Regions from separate parts of the Mus musculus genome. Here region 2 is linked to region 1. A link is a contact called in public ChIA-PET data. All regions are on one chromosome and are shown on one strand. Each heading gives the region's core, a stretch centred on a gene start, on an enhancer-like site or on the middle of the called end of the contact. The rest is flanking DNA. Distances are from core to core; before and after follow the strand shown. Region 1 overlaps Nhsl2 (NHS-like 2). Region 2 holds the start of Rps4x (ribosomal protein S4, X-linked).

The links. ChIA-PET counts read pairs in DNA pulled down with a chosen protein or histone mark.
Region 2: a contact with region 1 is called in an RNA polymerase II ChIA-PET map of memory CD8 T cells, with 26 read pairs. The contact joins the promoter of Rps4x here to the enhancer-like site in region 1. A contact is called at or near these places in 2 of 39 promoter capture datasets (macrophages and pre-B cells), 3 of 115 datasets of contacts at active chromatin or transcription factors (effector CD8 T cells, large pre-B cells and memory CD8 T cells) and 3 of 9 other capture datasets (adipose tissue, liver and pancreatic islet).

The regions. Positions count from the first base shown.
Region 1 is chrX:102,029,917-102,033,990 of GRCm38.p6, forward strand. All of the region lies in intron 1 of Nhsl2 (NHS-like 2), which reads left to right. Among named protein-coding and RNA genes, the nearest start is that of Rtl5, 39 kb to the right of the region's middle. Within about 2 kb of position 2,100, at least 50 of the 459 cell types and tissues checked have an H3K27ac peak or open chromatin away from gene starts, as enhancers often do. A contact at or near this core is called in effector CD8 T cells and memory CD8 T cells, where this site is marked.
Region 2 is chrX:102,187,957-102,192,268 of GRCm38.p6, forward strand. It overlaps Rps4x (ribosomal protein S4, X-linked), which reads right to left and starts at 1,435. Exons shown (of 7, transcript NM_009094.2): 1 at 1,342-1,435; 2 at 338-415; 3 at 1-46. The coding sequence starts at 1,344.

The sequences.
Region 1 (4,074 bases), core at 850-3,349:
CGAAGCTCTCCCTCTAAGCTTTCGACACCTCGCAGATGTAGAGCTCTTGGCCTGGTACCTATCTGTCATTAGCGAGATTTTCTCCAACTAAGGCAAAGACGTGTACAACTTACCTCCATGCTATCTGGCTCTGTAGTAGAAGTAGAATTATTTCTTCTGCCCAGGAGAATAGGATGGGTAGATGAGAAAGCCTTCTTAGTCCTCCTTCTTCTAAAGCCTGTGACATTCTACGAGGTAGGTCATTCACTGATTGTTTCTTTGCCCCAACACTGTTTGATGGATACAGGGTAACAACAAAGTCACCCTATTCCTAGTAGTGAGCAGTGAGCATCCTTGTGCATTTATCTGTGCAACATGCAAGTATTCTCTTAGTATAACTTTATGCAGGTGTAGCTAGTAGGTCATGGACAATTAACATTGGCTAAGCACCAAAATATTGCCCTCAAAAAGGGCCTGGGGGGTATAGCTTGGTGATAGATACTTGCCTACCATGCACAGGCCCTGAGTTCCATCATCAGAGTGATAAAATAAAAGCTACACTCTCACACTTTCCCTCAGCTATTGTGTTCCCACTTATTCATGCTACAACTTTCACATGAATGAACCATGTCAAATACATTATGAATATTCATAATGGCATGGTATGGTTTCTTGCTTGTTTTGTTTTGAGACAGGGTTTCCTTATATATCCCAGACTGCTCATGAATTCAAAGCAATCCGTCTGCTTTAGCTTCTTAAGTGCTGAGGTTACAAGTGTGCACCACCACGCCCAGCTATGACAACATGGTTATTTTTGTATGTGTGAAATGTAGGTATATATCTGTGCGTGTGTAGGTATGTGTGCATATTGCACACATGCATATGGAGGCTAGAGGTTGATGGTCGGTGTCCTCCCCTATTGCTCTCTATTTTGTCTTTTGAGACATGATCTTTCACTGAGCCTACAGTTCACCACTTGTCTAGTCCTTCCCATCTCCACACCACCTCCCTTCAGCACTGGAAATGCCGACATGCTACCATGCCTGGCTTTTTACAACAGTCCTTTGAAACCAAACGCAGGTCCCTTTGCTTGTATAGCAGGCACATTACTCACTAAGTCATCTTCCCCAGTTGCCAGTATTATTTTCTGGAGAGAGGGGCAGCTGGGGAGAGAGAGAAAGTAAGTGAAGAATAATAAATAAAATTGTATGCTCCAACAGTAGAATACTACATAGCACCAGTTTGCCTGGAAAATACTACCTATATCAGCATGGATGTCTCTCACAAACATACCATGAAGCAAAGAGAGCAAATTGCAAAAAGGTTATGTACAATTCGATGTGGATCAGAATGTACAAAGCAATATGAAATAGCTTATGATTTGTGAGCGCATACACAGCACCTTTTTAAGTATGCATGTATACTTAAGACACAGACATCCAGTTCGGGACAGCACTTCCTCTGCAGTTGCGGAGGTACTGAAGCTTCAGCTGGGGCAAATATGGGAAAATGAATTTGTTTCTAATGGTACTTTGGCATAGCTTGAAATAGCTCAGCATCTAAAATGAGAGGAAAAGAAAAGCAAGGCAGAAGTTGTTTCTTTTTTTTTTTCCTTGAATAGGAAATTGAGGTGCAAGTTCTTGGATATCTGGTACCTTGGAGAGGTAGATAATCTTCACAGGAGGAGGCTCACTCTGACTCACTGGAAGTCTGCTTTCCCCAGACACTGGACTAAACCCTTGGGATGGATCATTTGAATGATATAATTGTTGCCTTCCAAGCCCACAAGGATGGTGACTCCTGAGTTTTGTGACTGTCACCCTGTGTGCCCATTGGGGGAACTCTGAGTAGTACATTGAGCCAAATAAGAAGGGCGCTTGAGGCAAGTGTTTGATCCAGCCTTAGATGTGGCCACACCTTTTTCTGTGAGTTTACCACTGCTTCAGGACCCAGTGAAACAGGAGCAGTGCAACACTTACTAGGACTAGAATTTTGCCATGGTGCCTGCCTCTTGAAAGCAGTGTTGCCTCATTAAATGACACAACTGACACAGTGGAGTCATCCGGCCTTATCAGTACCACTCGATCTAAAACAGAAACCAGGATGGGTGGGGAAGGCTGTCTCTCAGTGCTTGGCCCCCGTTGCCATGGGCCCTGTTGCCATGGTTCCCAAGCAGTTTCACTTATGATTTCCCTCAACCGCTTGCTTATGGCAGCCATCAGCAAGCAGGACCTAGAAAGTCGCTCATGCAGACCAGGAAGAAAGCTGATAACAGAAAAGACAAGTGAGGAAGGGAAGTAATTAAGCAAACACAAACACATGGGAAGAGGAGGCGGAAGGAATTTGGTGTGAGGCCCAGAAACAGTTTGGTTTTTATGATATTTTTTTTCTTTGAGATGTAATGAACTGGAGAGGCTGGGTCAGAATTTGCTGAGAAGTCCCCATTATGTAGCTACCATGTGACACAGGTACAGCAACTCCATGACCTGGATTTCCAAAAAAAAAAAAAAAAAAAAAAAAAAAAGTCCTAGTTTTAAGAATTCTATTCTTTGTCAGACTAAGGATCCTGATTTTTTGATTCAAGAAATAAGGTCACTGTAGTTACAGTGGCTCTCTAAGTCATCCAGGAAAGCCTGATTTAGAATCCCTCCCCTGGCTGGTTGGCAGGGAGTCCCCACAGGACCTGCCTCTGGGCCCTAAAGGCCTGAGTGAAGTGGCCTCTTATTCAGCCAAGAAATATCAAAGTGCTTCGACTCCACGCCGCTTTCTTCAGCTCTGTAGTTCTCCAAGGAGACAGAGCCAGAATGGCAGTGTTGTGACCCTGTCAGAGCTGCATTTCAATGCGAGCTGCATTAACTCAATGAACGCAGTGCTGGGCGCCTTGCTTTCCTCGCCTGGAAGATGAGGACAAATAAGGGCCGTGGCAGGGTTATTCTGAGAATCAGCTAGGTGTTTGCTACCTTTAGAGTGCAGTGAGAACGTTAGCTGCTACCATTCACTCTGTGGAACTGGGCTTGTGTGGCTCACAGCTGTAATCCCTGTACCCAGGTGGCTGAGGCAGGAGGATTGCCAAGAGTTCAAGTCTAGGCTAGGCTCCATAGTGAGTTCCAGGTCAGTATGAGCTGCAGAGTGAGACCTTGCCTCAGAAAGAAAAGAAAAGGAAAGGAAAGGAAAGGAAAGGAAAGGAAAGGAAAGGAAAGGAAAGGAAAGGAAAGGAAAGGAAAGGAAAGGAAAGGAAATCCACTCCTTCATTCAACAGATAAATGTGTCCTCTATACCAGCCATGAAGCCGAACCTAGGGACATGAGGGTGAGCAAAAATCAGACATGATCCTTGCTAGCATGACGGTTTCAAATCAGAGGGGTAGGCAGACTTTGGTCAAAGATTACCTCATGCAAAGTCCAAGCAGAAGATAAATATGGCAGACAAATTCTTTTTCTTTACTTTTGGAGACAGTGTCTCACCATGTATAGCCATGGCTGGCCTGAAACTCTATATGGACCAGGCTGGACTTGAATTCATTAGAGATCCTCTTGCCTCTGCCTATAGAGTTGCTAGGATTAAAGATGTGCACTACCATGGTCAGCCTGGATTCTTTTATTTGTGTTGATTTTATTATTGATGTTTAGGTTAGCATACAAAGAAACTGGTTCATTGTGACATCCTCATATATGTGTCATTGTGCTTTTTTTTCTCAGTCATTCCCTTCCCCAGCCCCCCTCCCCAGCCCCTCTCCCCACCCCCACCCCCGCCATGTCTCCTGCCTATCTCTGCCTGGTTCCCTAAACTGACTGCTTGTTCTGGGGGCGTGGCTCAGTGGAAGAATATTTGTCTAGTATGAAAATTGTGTTCAGTTCCTCTAAACAAACAGATGATTGTGGCTGCTGGGTGGAATCCAGAAGAACAGAGTGTTTGGGGGACTTCTGCCCAGTGTGGCAATTTACACTAAGTGTGTGAAATGATCAGCTATGTGTAGATTTTAGAAATGGAATCAATGGAACTGACTGAGGGGATTGATTGTGGGGTGAGGAACACACAGTAGGTATTTTGACTGACTGTATATGCATGACTTAGATCACTTCGAGTAGCAGCCAG
Region 2 (4,312 bases), core at 185-2,684, 160 kb after region 1:
GCAGGCATTCCCTCAGCTTGTGAGGACCAGTGGATGGACGAGGAGCCTGGAAAGTTTTAGGAAAATTACTACACCAAAACTTGGGTTATTTTACATGGGGGGGGGGTCGCTAGAAGATTCCTCAACATTTTCTCCTCCAAAGAATGAGGCCTGCTACTTTGAGACCTGAGTCTATGTATCCACCATCAGTGTACTATGGAATACATGGAGTAGATGAAACAGATGTATCAAAATTGAGGTAGGACACAGGTCTTTAAGACAGCCAAAGATTCTCTACATTCAACTCCACAAATATGCTTGTTAAAGGTATGTCTACCTTTCACACCACAATACTTACAAACACGCCAGTCAACTTATCCAGCATCCAATGTTTTGGAGCAGCTACACGCTTCAGGTGTTTCTTGGGACCACGAGCCTGGAAGAAGTTTTCAAAGTAACGTTGTTACATTGTTTCAGGTCTTTCCAGCAAAGCCTACGGCGTAAATCCTTCAATGAACTGACTTTCGAACTTTCCCAATTAACAAAATGTGGGCAATATTGAAAGCGCCGGGTCCCAGTAAAACGTAGAAAAGACAGATAAGCATCAATAGGCCAAACCCAGTATTCGCACCTTAGCGATTCCCATTTTTTACAGTTATGCCAGATGTCTCCATTATGCCTGCTCACAAAAATTAGCCTTTCATAGCACACTTGCGAATTACCCAGTGATTCAACCCTAGACGCACAGGCAGATAGGGACAGAAAATGGCCCAGGACCGTATCTCAATTGTCAATCGAAAAGTATAGTATTAGAACACAGCCATCTGGATCGAAGGTTTCTGGTACAAAGATAAACTCTAACTCCGGCACTGGCACTACCACGTGTACTGCTCCTTTGTATACTAAAGAGTCGAAGTTTCACATTCGAAAGCGGAAGGAAGCTTTTTGTAATGCTTCGTACACTTACCAGCTACACAACATATAAAGTAAGTCCGTGCCAAAAGATAGACAAATGCACAAGTAAGAGCTAATCCTTCAAGCAGACCCTGCGCCCACATGCCCAAAGCTTCAATCTGCACTCCCGGGCCCTCGAAGTTCTTCCCCAAGTGGAAAAGCATTTCTCCCTGGGCAAGGGGATGTGTGATTAAGCCCAAGGCCTTGCTTGCCCTCTGCGGCAGACTTCCCATCCTAGCTCAGACCAGTATTCTCCCTTGCCGCCAAGCCCATCTCTGCCAGCCTGCAGCAGAGCTGCTTTCGCCTCCACCCTGTAGTCGACCGCGGGAGCCCTGATAACCCGGGCAGCATCGGTCAGGGAGGATGGAAGCCGATGCAACCCAAGAGCTCGCTGTACCCCTGCCTTACCATGGCTGCGCTAGGAACGGAAAGAGACTCGCCTTCTTCCGGCGAACGAAGAAATTAGGGTCGGAGGCTGCGCGCGCGCTGGAGCCTGGGTTGCTCCGCCCAGCCTCAGACTTTCCCAGCGGGCGGGGACTCTCTCTTGCCATCTGCTGGTGGGAGGTCAGAGGTCCCAGGCTGGGAAACTGAGGCTGAGAGAATCTCCCAAAAACTGTTTTTCCTCAGTCCTTTCTCTTCTTTGTGCCGAGTGATGAGTGCTGGGGATACCCAGACCAATCGCACCAGATAACTGCCCGCAAGGAGAGTTCTGTTAGATGGCTGAGTGATAAAAAGATACATTTTAATACTCGATACTTTTCTTATACAAAGTTTCTCTAATCTTCCAGAGTTACCAGTCCAATCAGCCAGCCCCATGCTAAGCGAAAGGTTTGGCCAACGGCATGTTTCTCTTTGCTTTTGTAAAGATTGCTGAGGCACTGAGCCATCCAGGGTGAGATGGTAGGCTCTCTGCTTGAACCTGGCATCCTGCGCATCCACTCCTGTAGAACACATTTGACATTTATTGTACTGTAAGTGGAAGAGAGGGAACATTAGAGAGTATCTGGTTTTGCCTAGCCAGTATGTAGACCTAGCTGTTCTACTTTTGAAGCTGCTGTGTTAGAGTGGTGGCACTGGCTGCCCTTCATTCACCATTTTCTGCTCTCTTAGTTATCTGTGGCCTCCCACAGGTCGATGAAGTCTGCCCATCATAAACCCAAAGATCCAGTCCCTTCAAACTATTATGAAAGGGGTATTTTTCAGCCTCACCTTTCCTCTTTCTCCTGTCCCTCCCCTCTCTCTCATATGTGTGTGTGCAGTTGTTATCATTTATTTGTTATCATTAGTGGCTGCTAGGGAATGAGTCACTTTTTCATATATATATATATATATATGCAAATGAAATATACATTTTGGGGGGGGGGTTCGAGACAGGATTTCTCTGTGCAGCGTTGGCTGTCCTGGAACTCACTCTGTATACCAGGCTGGCCTCAAACTGAAATATACATCTTGAGACAGAGCCTCATTATGTAAGCCAGGGTAGTCTCAGACTCATCATTTTTCTGCTGAGAGTTGAGTTACAGGCATGCACCCCCACAGTCTATATAGTACAAGCAAGCAGACTATATCTTTATTTTTAACTTTTGAGACAGGCTCTTCTAGACAGGCTAGGCTGACCTGCAGCTTGAGAGAGGTCATCTGCCTCATCTTCCCAAGTGCTGGGTGATACGTTACTTCGCCACTGTAGGTGAAATGAGACAAATCAAGCAGAATTAGATTATATTAAATGCAGGTTTATTGGAAAGGTGCTCTCGGGCAAGTTCACTGGCCCCAAGGACTGAGGCTAGGGGAGTCACAATGGGAAGGAAGAGATGGGGGGAGGGGGAAGAGAGGGGAGAGGGAAGAAAGAGGGGAGGAGAGAGAGGGGGAGGGGAAAACAGAGGGCAGGGGAAACAGAGGGGGAGGGGGAAGAGACAGGAGAGTGGGAAGAGGGAAGGGAAAAGAGAGGGGGAGAGGAGGAAGAGAGGAGAGAGAGGGAGGGAGGGGGAGAGAGAGAGGAGAGAGGGGAGAGAGAGAGAGGAAAATATCTGGATTATATAGGGAGCTTCTGGGGAAAAGGCAGCTCACCTCCTGGGCTGGGAAGTTCAGGCTTGGGGGCAGGGTCTGCCAGCTAGGGATTGAGGGATGCGGGGAGAATCTGGAGGCCAGGTCTGCTTTCATATGTAAAATATGCACCTCAGTCTCCTGTCCCAGGGTCTGGGATGATAGGCATGTGCCACTATGGCCAGCCTATAGTTTTATTTCTTTTCTTCCTCTTCTTTTTTAAAGATTTATTTATTATTATATGTGAGTACACTATCACTGTCTTCAGACACACAAGAAGAGAGGGCATCAGATCTCATTATGGATGGTTGTGAGCCACCATGTGGTTGCTGGGATTTGAACTCAGGACCTTTGGAAGAGCAGTCAGTGCTCTTAACCACTGAGTCATCTCTCCTGCCCCTTATTTGTTTGTTTGTTTGTTTGTTTGTTTTTCGAGACAGGGTTTCTCTGTGTAGCCCTGGCTGTCCTGGAACTCACTCTGTAGACCAGGCTGGCCTCGAACTCAGAGATCCACCTGCCTCTACCTCCCAAGTGCTGGGATTAAAGGCGTGTGCCACCACTGCCCGGCCCTAGTTTTATTTTAATTGATATATACCAAGTGTACAGATTTATGGGGCACAGTATTGCATGTTTATGCATGTATATAATGTATAATAATCAGCTCAGAGCAGTTGCCACATCTTCACCTCAGAACTTTATAAATTCTTTGTGTTGGAAGCATTCAGTATCCTCTCTACTACTTCTTTTGAAGCATCCAACCAAATCGTTTCAACCATCACTACCCTACTGTGTATCTGTTCACCATCCTTTCCATCCTCCCCAGGTGCTGTTAGCCACTAGTCTTTACTTCTTTGTGATTAGCTTTTAATACAATTAATTTATTTTCTAGTCTTATTTATCTTATTCTTGTTTATGACTGTTTGGTGTCATGTAGTCTGTGCACCACTTGCATGTCTGCTGTTCCCAGAGGTCAGAAGAGAACCTTGGATCCCCTGGAACTAGAGTCATGCATAGTGTGAGCTGCCAGGTAGATGCTGGGAGTTCAACTCAGGTCCTCTCCAAGAACAAGTGCTCTTAACAGCTGAGACATCTCTCTAGCTCCTTTATATACTTAAAAAGAAATAATATCATCTTGATTCTCCCACAGTTGTGTGTGTGTGTGTATGCACACACACAAGTGTATAATGTATTTTGGTTGTATTCACACACGCCCATTCCCCCTTTGCCACCTGCTTCATGCTCCCTCTGGGGCCCTTCTTCCCAATATGCCCTCTTCATACTTGTATTTTTTGTTTTTGTTTCTGTATCGTTTTTTAGACGCAGTCTCACTCTATAG